Linked DNA regions of Mus musculus: region 1 is linked to region 2. A link is a contact called in public HiChIP or PLAC-seq data. All regions are on one chromosome and are shown on one strand. Each heading gives the region's core, a stretch centred on a gene start, on an enhancer-like site or on the middle of the called end of the contact. The rest is flanking DNA. Distances are from core to core; before and after follow the strand shown. Region 1 holds the start of Prdm2 (PR domain containing 2, with ZNF domain). Region 2 overlaps Kazn (kazrin, periplakin interacting protein).

What was found. HiChIP or PLAC-seq counts read pairs in DNA pulled down with a chosen protein or histone mark.
Region 1: an H3K27ac HiChIP or PLAC-seq map of embryonic stem cells shows a contact between it and region 2, with 8 times the contacts expected there. The contact joins the promoter of Prdm2 here to the enhancer-like site in region 2. A contact is called at or near these places in 2 of 39 promoter capture datasets (embryonic stem cells and hippocampal neurons), 1 of 484 Hi-C or Micro-C datasets (the C2C12 cell line) and 3 of 115 datasets of contacts at active chromatin or transcription factors (all in embryonic stem cells).

Annotation. Positions count from the first base shown.
Region 1 is chr4:143,208,611-143,214,020 of GRCm38.p6, forward strand. Prdm2 (PR domain containing 2, with ZNF domain) reads right to left here and starts at 4,099. Exons shown (of 10, transcript NM_001081355.3): 1 at 4,005-4,099.
Region 2 is chr4:142,167,220-142,172,939 of GRCm38.p6, forward strand. All of the region lies in intron 5 of Kazn (kazrin, periplakin interacting protein), which reads right to left. Among named protein-coding and RNA genes, the nearest start is that of Gm35581, 43 kb to the left of the region's middle. Within about 2 kb of position 4,297, at least 50 of the 459 cell types and tissues checked have an H3K27ac peak or open chromatin away from gene starts, as enhancers often do. A contact at or near this core is called in embryonic stem cells, where this site is marked.

The sequences.
Region 1 (5,410 bases), core at 2,849-5,348, 1.0 Mb after region 2:
AATACTACACGGAATTAAGGGAACACACACATGCTTATACCATTGCAATTACCAGGTTTACTATACACAAGGGCTCTGTGCACGCTCCAGGGAGGTGAGGTAGAAAGGAAAAGCATTCCTTTATTGCACTGAAATCATTTAGATATTCCTGTAAGTAAAACCACTCGTTACCAAATATGGCTCCAATAGCAGATTTTTTTCACATGTTGTATTTAATGGTGCATTCTCAATAGTATTTCACAGCCAAAACAAACAAACAAACAAGCAAACAGATAGGAACCACAGCCAATACCATCTCTACTTAGAATAATTAGAAATAAAGATTAGGAGACATATTTTCTCCCCCAGCAGAAAGTACTTCAATGACATGTTTTCCATGAAGATGCATTAAACTAAACATTTCAAAAGTAAGCCTTCTTTCCTTAGGACAAGTTTAGTGCATAAACCCAACTGGTTCTTTTTGGGGTTTTTTTTGTTTGCTTGTTTTAAAAAAAGAAGGAAAAAAGTAGTTTAGAAAAGTACAGTTTAGCCAATCTTCAAGGAGTTGCTTCAAGTCTCATTTTCTGGAAGAGTTATTTCTGTGCTATTCAGCATCATGGACCAAATAATTAAATTATGCATCTACTCTATGCAAATGTATTTAAATTTTATAATAATTTAATCTGCATACTGGGAATGCTGATCCCATGTCATGAAAACGTCATAATCTCCAGCCTACCTCACACTGCCATGTTTCTTCCCATAAAAGGACGTCAATGTTCAACTACAGAGAGTTACTCTATAACCACAAAAGCAAAAGCTAGAAGAAATTTGGATGGGAAGACAATTCCCTTCTTCAAGGTCTAACCCATAGCATCTGTCCTCAGAGTTCTTGGAGACACCACAGCTGCTTCTGTGATTCAACCATCCAACAAAGGAAGTTTCATTTAATGAGCTAGTTTAGAATCATTCCATTTTGTCCCTCCATGGCAATGTCTGGTGACTTCACAGCTTGTCATAACTAAAGGAGGGACCACTGCCACTTGTGGGTGGATGAGGGGAGCTGCTTAAGCATTCCACCATGGACAAGAGTGACATCCCCAAGAAAACTAATCCAGCCCACACATCAGCAGTAGAGTGGCCGAGGAACATTGTTAACTCACCATGCTATCCCTACCAACAGACTCCAGTTTCCCCTGACCTGCTCTAAGAAAATCATTTTTTTATAGCTCTAACTAAAAATTTCTAACTGCAAAAGGCAAGCACTAGGACATGACACCAGGCCCAATCCCAAGCACTGTGACTGCTAATAGGCAGCAATCAAACTATGAAGCCCTAAATGCATGTCAGCAGGAGCAGAAGTGCTCAGCAGGTGCTCAGCTGGTGATGTCCCGGTTGCATCTAGCATTCCCTGAAGATTCTCTGCAGGTGCTCTCTGCATGCAGGTCTGACATGCAGCATTCCCTGCAGATGCTCTCTGCATGCAGGTCTGACATGCAGCATTCCCTGCAGATGCTCTCTGCATGCAGGTCTGACGTATCCCCTCAAGGCCCACATACACTTCCACTATGGAGTTTGCTAGTGAAAGCTGCATATTTGCTGTTGGGTTTTTCCCCTTTACATATATTAAAACTAACACGAAACTAGTCAGAAGACATGAAAATAGCAAATACTCCACAGTGCTCTCCACCCTGGAGACTGTGATTTAACACACCCCTGAAAGGTGTCTAAGTCAGATCTAAAGTTGAAAAGATATCAGCATTCTGAAAAAAGAAAAAAAAATCCCATTAATAAATAAATAGCCAGTATAAAATAATCATCAAAAGGAACTGTGTGCAGATATGTGTGAGCTACAGACACCACAGAGAAATCAGGGAGGTTACTTCTTAGGTAGCTGAAACAAACAAACAAACAAAAAAAGATGTATCATCAGACACTACCAAAGCAGATTTTCCAGTTTTCACATCTTAAATAGTTGCAGAATTTTTAAATTCATCACAGAGAAAAAACTTCCGAAAATTAATGAAAAGAAATGTCAGACTTTAGAAGCCTTGAAAATCAATGTGGGATTGGTTAATGAATGATGGCCCATCCACATATCAGCCATTAAACATCAAATTGAAGAACAGTTAAAGACATAGAAACACACAACAGCATAATGAAAGACAAGCCTCATCGATATACACAACATATCAATTCTCTATAGACTATTATACAGAAGTGCATGCTTCTATAAATGAATGTATGTGAATAAAGAAATACAAGCAGGCACACCATGAGGGACTGACTAGTGACAATCTGCTACAATGTTAACAATGGCTATCTGAGGAGGCGGAAGTTTACAGGCGGTTTCTATTCCTTCTTTGTGCGCCTCTGTTTTCCAACTGTCTTCCAGTGCGACTGTTTTGCTGTTTTGTGCTTACAGAGCTAATACATTATTACAAAGTTACACCTTCTTATCCCGAGCACTGCATAGAAAATGTAAAACAAACCACCTCAAACCTCAACGAAGCCAAGTCTTCCATCAACAAACAGCGAACATTCATTGAGCATTCTCATTATGTCCCTGGTTCTAATAACTTTGTAAATGCATCGACGGCTTTTTTTTGGGGGGGGGGGGCAGGGAAGGGTCGAGCCCTGAAATAACACCAAATGCAGCTGAGTGTTGCTTCCAACAATGGATTTACAGCTCTCTTCCCATGGCTTGGAATAAAGGGGGCTTATTAAATGATCTCTGAAGGTTTTCAAAGCTATGGCGAGATTGCTCATGAAAAAGAAATTTCATCAAATAAAGTGTGTGAAAGAGAGCTTGGAGGGTGGCAGCTGCGTGCAATCTCAAAAACAGAACTCTATAGAACAGGAAAACAACAGAATAATGTCTCTCAGTTCCTCCTCTTAATATCCTAAAACCTCTTTTCCAATATCATCGTGGGCAGAATGATCCAACTGTAGTCTGTGCTATTGTAGGTAAAAGAAAAACAAAAACCAAAAAACAAACAAAAAACCATTGGGAGGTTGTCTTTGCTGTATATATTACTTTAAAGAATAACCTCGAAGTAAACAAAAAAACTTTGAGATACAATTTTAGTCATGTTCTGGGGACACTGTGTACTAGAAACAAACATTCCCGTGTTTCATTAAAGGGTCCTAAGGGCAAGGCACTGGAACTTGGCAAAAGGCAGTTCACGTGTCAAATACACCCAAATCCTCAATACATGAAATGCGGGGGGTGAAGGGAAACCCCATTTCTCTAGGTGTAAATTCCAGCTGGGTAGTAAGAGGCAACGGGGCTTCCCGGCGATCTGTGGGATTGTTTCCCCAGCTCGAGGCCCGACCTAACGGTAAGTGCTAGGCCATTGGCCGGTGCTTCACGCGTGGATCGTGGAAGAACACTGACCTGTTAAGGTCTATTTCGTGTCTCGCTCGTCACCCTCGGAGACATAGTAGATGGATCTTTTGACGAACGCAAACCAGTCCTATGTATGCTAGCGCACACCTGTGACACATGCACGTATGCACCAGTGGGTCGATGGGGGACACTCGAGGAGCCCACTGGCAGGTTTATAGCACACGGAAACTATACGGGGGTGAAAAACACAAAGGCTCGAGGCACAGAACCAACTCGAGGATTGCAGATGCGCTCGCACATTCAACCCGGGACACAAAAGAGCAGAGATCAGCGCAGCCCTGCGGATGGGGACCGCCCGGGGCCCACGTGCGCTCCCCGCCGACCCCGCAGCCGCGCACCCCGAGTCCGCCGCGCCGTCACCAAACGGACCCGAAACTTGGCCGCGGGGACTTAAGAGCCGCGGAGCGGGAGCCTTCGCGCCGCCTCGCGTCGGCGCCAGCGCCAGCCACCGGTTCCCGGCCGTTCGGAGGAAGCTCGAAGGGGGCGCGTCAGCCCGCCCCGCAATCCCCTTAGCGCCCGGCCCGGTCGCCCCCGCCGCGGTGGCCACACTCCTCACTGACACCAAGGGACATTCCCCCGAGGCCCGCCCGCCCTCCCCGGCTCCGCCGCTCCTCACCAGAGCGCGACGTGCCAACGCTTCAGCGAGCCCAGAGCCGCAGCCGCCGCCGTCGCTCTGGCGCCCGCGGCCGCGCCGCCGCCATCTTGGCTCCGGCCGGAAGTGACGTCGGCACGGCGCCCACAACCCCCGACCCCGACCCCGACCCCGCGCGTAGCTCGTGGCCTGCGACCCCGAGGAGCTCAACACGACGGTCAGGCGTGACCCCGGCGGACTGTGTCGCCCTCTCTGTCAATCACGGACTCGCCGCTCGCCCCAGAGCGTTATTACCTCGAAGGGAAGCCCGCGTCGCCATGGCCGGGCCAGCCTGACCACTATAGAGTTAGGGCTGAGAAACTCAAGAGTTGGTCAGAGAAGCCACCCTACTTCAGACGACCGCGACTGACTGGCGTGGTGGCGCACACTTTAATCCCCAAACTCGAGGCAGAAGCAGCCAGAGCTACATAGTGAATTCCAGGAAGGCAGGACCACACCCTTAGACCTTGTTTCAAGAAAAACAAGAGCAGAATCCACTCTGAAGGCCACTCACTAGACCACTGCCAGGCAAATAGACCGTTTAAATGGTGTGCAAAGGACCAATATAGCCACACACACACAAACCCGAAACTTCAGCAAAGCAGATGCAACTGAGCGGCTGTATTCATCCCTTACCAGGAGGCATTTGCTAACTGCCAGCTATGGGCCTAGGTCAGTGCCAAGGCTCTGTGGTACCCAGCATGGCCTTCATCTTGCCCTTGGGAACTGCACCACTATTTACAAACAAGTGAGCTGGAGATGGATTGGATTGAACTGGAGACCACTTCTGACATCCCAGAAAAGAGGTTTGACGGGAACATAGTTGCCAATCAATCTGAAGTTGTAGAGAGATGAAAGTTACTTGTCACATCTAGATGGTACCCAGAGCCATGAGTACTTCAAGATAAAGCTATCCTCTGAGAAGAAAGGAAAAAAAAAAAAAATCTAAGTGTAGTGGGCCGTATTAGTCCTCTGAGAAAAGGATCTGAAAAATAGATAATGTATTATGTTCAAATGTGCCTCCAAAACTTTGGAAAGACCAGACAAGCTCATCAAATGTACCTGTTGTTTAGAAAGTACGTCAATCAACGTGGATTGTGGTATACTCTGTAAAGGATTGGTGACATGGTGATTATCTCATCAGTACTGTTGACAGGTGAGGACAATGTCAAGTGTTGTCAAGGTCTGGATCACCACAGAGCCCGTGGAGAGAGGAAATAAAACCTCAAATGTTTGCTTATGTCTCTCACTAGTCAAGAGTTTACAAACCTAAGAGAGACATGCAAACTTGTCACTAGAATATACACTATTATGGTACAGGCTGCCACTGGAATTTGCACTCTTTATTTGATTAACACCTTACTAAGTATATGCATCAAAAATCATCTGAG
Region 2 (5,720 bases), core at 3,047-5,546:
TCAAAAGCTGGAAAGAGCTGGGGAGATGATGGCTCAGTCAGTCCTGTTGTAAACACAAGGACCCGAGTTCGAATCCCCAGAACCCACATTTGAAAAGCTGGGTGTGGCAAGGTGTGTCTCTAATCCCAGCGAGGATAGGAGAATCTCCAGAGCTCAGGGGTCGGCAAAAATCTCTTGAGTTCCAGGCTAATGAGAGACCTTTCTCAAGAAGTAGGGGAGACAGTGTCCTGAGGAAGTCCCGACCTGGCCATGCAGGCCCAGGGCGTGCACAGAGAGCTCCCAGGTGTTCTTTGGCTGTTACTATAGGGGGCAGGTGTGACAACAGGCCTTCTCCTTGCATTGAGGGTCAGAGCCCCATTCCTGACCGGCTTTTGGTATCACAAAACACACTCTGCCCATCACTGTCCACTGAGAGCTGCTTCTTCCCGCTGCTTCCCCATTTGGACTTTAAAATGATACTTGTAACACTTACTTATTTTGTGAGTTTTGCGTATGGCATAGAAAGTGTGTGGTTAGAGGACAGCTGGCGGGAGCTGGTGCTCTCCCTCCACCGTGTGGGTCCTGAGGACTGAGTTCAGGTCCACAAGCCTGACGGTGGACGTTTACACACTGGTGAGCGCCTTTACACAGCGAGAGAGCCGTCTCACCTCAGCAAGGGTCACCTCTACACCAGCATCCCTATGATCCTGCCTGGGAGACTACTCTTCCATTCAGTGTCCCCGACTGTGATGGGTAACACCCCCACGAAGAGAGAGGAAAGGTTGTCTCAGAGCCTCTCTCTAACCCCCACTTTGCTGCTGTTACCCTAGGAACCAGACATCTCCAACCAAAGTGGGGGTGCAGGAGGGGGGGGCTGGAACCACCTGCGCCATCTTTTAAACTGGGGCGGGGAATGGGAGTTTCATGGCAATACAGGAAGTCTACTGTACTTAAGATCTCTATAAAATATTTAGACAGCCATGGCCAGATATAACAGTGATTATACATTTAAATGTTAATGAGTATAATTAGACTGAAAGATTAGCCAAGCCTATCACTAAATATATATTCAGGACTGATCAAACCCCCTACTGTAAAATTACAGGTGAAACCCAAACGGATGGGTTTGCCGGTCTTTGATTTGCCCCACAGAAAGAGAGCTCAAAAGGTGGCCAGGGAGAGAACAGGCGAGGGCAGGGCAGGGAGGTCCCTGAGGGAGACCCTGAAGACTCCAAGGATCAAAGGAGATTGAAACATTGGCTGTGAAAACTTGCCTATGTCTAAGGATGGAGTTCAACCTGTGAGCGGCCAGCCGAGCCTCCTGTAAGCATTAGAGACAGGCCTGGGGGAAATGGAGGAAGGGAGACTGGGGGATCCCCCAGAGCCTCGCAGGCTCCAGATCCAATCATGCAGAACTAACATTTCAGTAAGTCATCTTGTAGGCCTGCAGGACCCAGTAATGATGATACAAAGCCTTGATGACAAAAAATGTTGGCAACCACTGGGTGGCTTCACTTCGATGGAAATCTGCACCACAAGGGCGTCAGCCGCACACGACAGCCTTTTAATTATTATCTAAGCACCATGCATAAGCTTTAACTGCAAGCTGAGTGAGGTGGGCGAGGTAAATAAACAAGATCTCTGCAAGGGTGGTAAAGCTTGGCCATGGGGGGAGGGGAGAACGGTCTATCCAACAGAAGAGCATGTGCAAAGGTCCTGAGGTAGCAGAGGAAGCACTTTCTAGATGGCGAAGGTGTCAGTGAAAGGCAGCTCTCCCCTTAAGAGTGGCAGGGTCTCCCTGCTTTCTGCCGCCTTGGTGGGCACCCACAAATAACTGATCATTCCGTTTCTTTAGACACCCGTTCCTTCAATCTGGGGGCATGGGCCAAGATGTCCCAGGAGTCCAGTTTTAGGGACGAGATAAATAAATGCCAGTTGGTGACAGTCCTCCATGCTGGTGGCACAGGGCTGGCCCTGGAAATGCCTCACATCGAGAAGTTGATGGCAGAGCTTGGCAGGTTAATCTGGGGGTTTTGGCTGGTCAGGGGAATTGATACTGTATATGTGATCATTACATTGTAGCAGGACCACACCTGGCTGTGCTGCAAGGTACCACAGTGGGCAAAGGTACCCCCAGCCTTTCTTAGAGGCTCCTCTCGGGTAGGCCAGTGGGACTCAGGGACTAATTTCATGATGGAGGCAGTGGGAGATGGGGGGGGGGCATGGGGGGGGAGTGGGGAGCTGCAGGAGCTGAGCCTCGGAGAGCCAAAAAGATCTCCAGTCTGTAGACAGAGTCTCTCTACTAGATCCCATGTGGAGACTCACTACCCAAAGGGCCACAGGGAAAAACAACGGGCCCAAGAGCAAGCCATTGAGTGGTTGGCTTCTGAGGCAGAGTTGGTAGGTCCCCCTGAGTCCTGAGAGGGGCTCAGGCTGCTACAGGTATTTAGCAGGTTGCACCTGCAGGTCTTTCCTGCCTCCTCTACTGCATAGGGAGGGGCTGGGCTGAGCAAATAAACAAACAGGCCAGGCAGCCCTTCAGAAGGGCTGGTAAACCACTTTTCTAAAGGAGCCACAGGATATTTGAACTCATTGTTCACTGTGTCTGAAATGCATCTATCACCTACCCTAGTTCTTTGCGAGGTACTGGCCCAGCCCCCCACCCCGCCCCCTCCCCACTGCCATTCACTGTGACCTTGACTGCTCTCCTCAGCTCCTTAAAACTGTGAGGCTTCCAGACACGCCCCCACCCCATTATTTTTCATTCCCATCGGACTGATGTCAGGTATATTTTGCATTTGGGCTTCACAGTCTGATCTTCCAGGGTCAGGAGGTTCGAAGTTGCCTCTGGGGAAAAGAGAACTTGGTGTCTTTTCTGGGGAAGGGTGGTACTTCTGTGGCTGCAGGTGTTTAAGGGTCACAACAGATTTCACGTAGCTGGAGCTTAGGCCTTGAAGAGGGCATGGGAGGTCCCAGGGGCAGGGAGCTGAGACTCTGCCTGGTGCCGTGTGGTGCCGTGGGCTGGACAGAGGGGATGAGTTACTCCCACGGTTAGTACGGTTAGTACACCGTACTACACTGTGATTGCTTCCTTGGTTCCCATCCTGGGCTTTGCACTGGGGCCTGGGAGATGCTGTGGGTGATTAGCAAAAAGCTTATAGAGGGACTGTGGCGGCGCGGCTGTCGGCAGAATACTTGTCTGACATGCATGAAGCCCTGACTTCAATTCCCAGGGCCACATACACTGGGTATAGTGACACGTGCCTGGAGTTCCAGTATTCAGGGGAGTGGAGGCAGGAGGATTAGAGGTTCAAAGTCATCCTCAGCTATACAGTTAATTTTGAGGTCAGCCTGCTGTCACAGAAAGGAAGAGGGGAAAGAGAGGGCTGGCTGTCCAAGAAGCCAGGAGAAGATTGTGTGTTAGTGTGTCAGCAGGGAATACCTGGCGCAGGCCAGGCCTCCCTCAGTTTCGGCCAGCCAAGGCCATGCTGGCCAGACAGCATGTGAATTACTGAGAGTCAGGTTCAGTAAGAGACCCTGTTCCAAAAACTAAGACGGAAAGTCACTGGAGAAGATACTCGTTGTTGACCTTTGACCTCACCAATGTGTGTGCACGCACAAACATGGAGAGACACACAAGGGGCTGCAATGCAACCCACTGCGAGCCTCCTGGATCCTGCCAAGCAAAAACAAACAAACAAGCAAACAAATCGTTGATAGATCAATGAGTTTATATGTGACTAGGAAATTCAAAGTGATGCAAGTCTTTTGTTTTTCTGTAGCTTCGAATGCAAGCCCTGTACACATCTCCAGTGGCTGGGACTCACTTTAGATAATATGAAGAGGGCGGAGCAGGCACGGGTGGGGCCGACTCAGAACAGAGGTGGGGCCAATGGCGGGTACCCAGATTCATGACATCATTGCGCTGGCTTCTGTGAATGAGTGAATTTTTTCCCTAATAAAAAGGTCTACTGCCAAGGCTCCCAGAGGTCCTGGCCCCAGGTCACCTTTTATTTCTGCCCTCTGCCAGCAGCCTGGGTCCCCAGCACCAACCACTTCCTGATGCACCTGCATTAGGTCACTGTGTATTATGACAGGACCTTGGTTCACTCAGGGTGGTTTGTATGAGGCCCAGTGACTCCAATCTGATCCAAGGGCCCCCGCCTGACTAGGCTTTGTCCTCCCTACAGCTTAGGGAGTTGAGGTGGCCACACACCGGGGTTTTGTTAGAACGAAGGCCCAGAACTTTCTTTATTGCAAAGGGGGCTCTGAGAGGGGAGAAATGACTGGTCCGCAAATGTGTCTGGGCATGTCTTGGGGAGTGGCACCGAGGCTCGGCCTGGGTCTAAAGACCATTCCTGGGCTCCGGGTGGGGCTGAAAGAGAGGCTGGCTGCTTTCAGTTTTGCAGGCTGGGAACCGGGAAAGTGCTGAGTCAGCGTGCAGGAGAAAAGGGCTCCTGCTCTCGGGAACAGGAGAGAAGAATTTCCGGCTTGATGCACTGGAGGGGAATCACAGAAGTTGGGCTAGTAACAGCCCAAACAAACAACCCTGTATGGCTAAACAAGGAGAGTGAAGGAGGAACTTTGGGGAACTTCTGAGGAGCTGGGGGTGGGGACATGAAGGTAAGGAGTAGGTAGGGTCATCTATGCTTTCAGCTGCTGTCTTGTGACTACTGTCTCCTGGGAACCCTTGAGGACCTGGGATAACAGGATAAAAACCAGTAGTTTGTACTCGGAATGTATAAAGAGCCTTAGACTTAGAGCCAGATCACAGCACTAGGGGCCCTGCAAGTCCTCAACCTTTGGTCCTACCTGCTCTGTGTTGGAAGGCTCACATGAAATGACATCAGTGACCTCGGTGATATGCTCTGCAAGCATATGGGATATCAGCACTTCGTATCCCAAACGATACACTCGTTCCCATGGTCCCCAATGAGATTCTGTGCTTCATCCTGGCAGGTGGGCAAAGCGAGGCTCCTCAGGGTGCAATGACCAATCTTGGGTCCCACAGTCAGTTGACACTCTCACTTTCAGGCCTAACTGAGGCCTTTATGACCCTGAGACCCTGCAGTGACCTTGTAACTCTCTGCTCTGCAAAACATAAGGGCCTGCACCTAGCATTGGCAGGTGGGGTCAGGGTGGGGGAAATCAGAAAGAGTGTGTGGGAATGCCGGTCCCATTCCCCCTCCCTCCCCCCCCCCCCCCCGCCCCCCAGCAGGCTGGCTGGTTGGTAGGCTGGATTTACTGAAACTTGGAGCACAGCCTCCAGGGAAGCAGCAGGCTGCCACAGGCTCAAAACAAAGACAAGTTTCCTGGATTCTACATTAAGACTTCAGGGCAAAATGGTTTTTGGATTAAGAAGGGAAGCTGGCAGGAGGTGCTTTCTCCGCTCTGGAACTTGGATGAAGCATCTCCGCTGGCTTGCCAGGGCCACCCAGGCTGGGTGAGGGCATGGTCTTTCACCTGCTGCCAGCCACTGCCCCCAGTCCCCCAGCTTTCTATGTGGGGAGAAGATCCCAGTGTTGGTAATGGCAGGAAACTAAGTTAGTTGCACAAACTAAGCTTACACGAGATTCTTTAGCAACGGCCATAGGCTGCGGACGGGAGTCGGAAAGAGTGCTTGGCTGGCATGCACAGAGCCCTTGGTTCACTCACCAGCAACACACAAACCGGATGTGGTGGTTCACACCTGTAATTCCTGAACTTGGGAGGTTGCTGGCAAGAGGGTTAGAAGTTCAGGT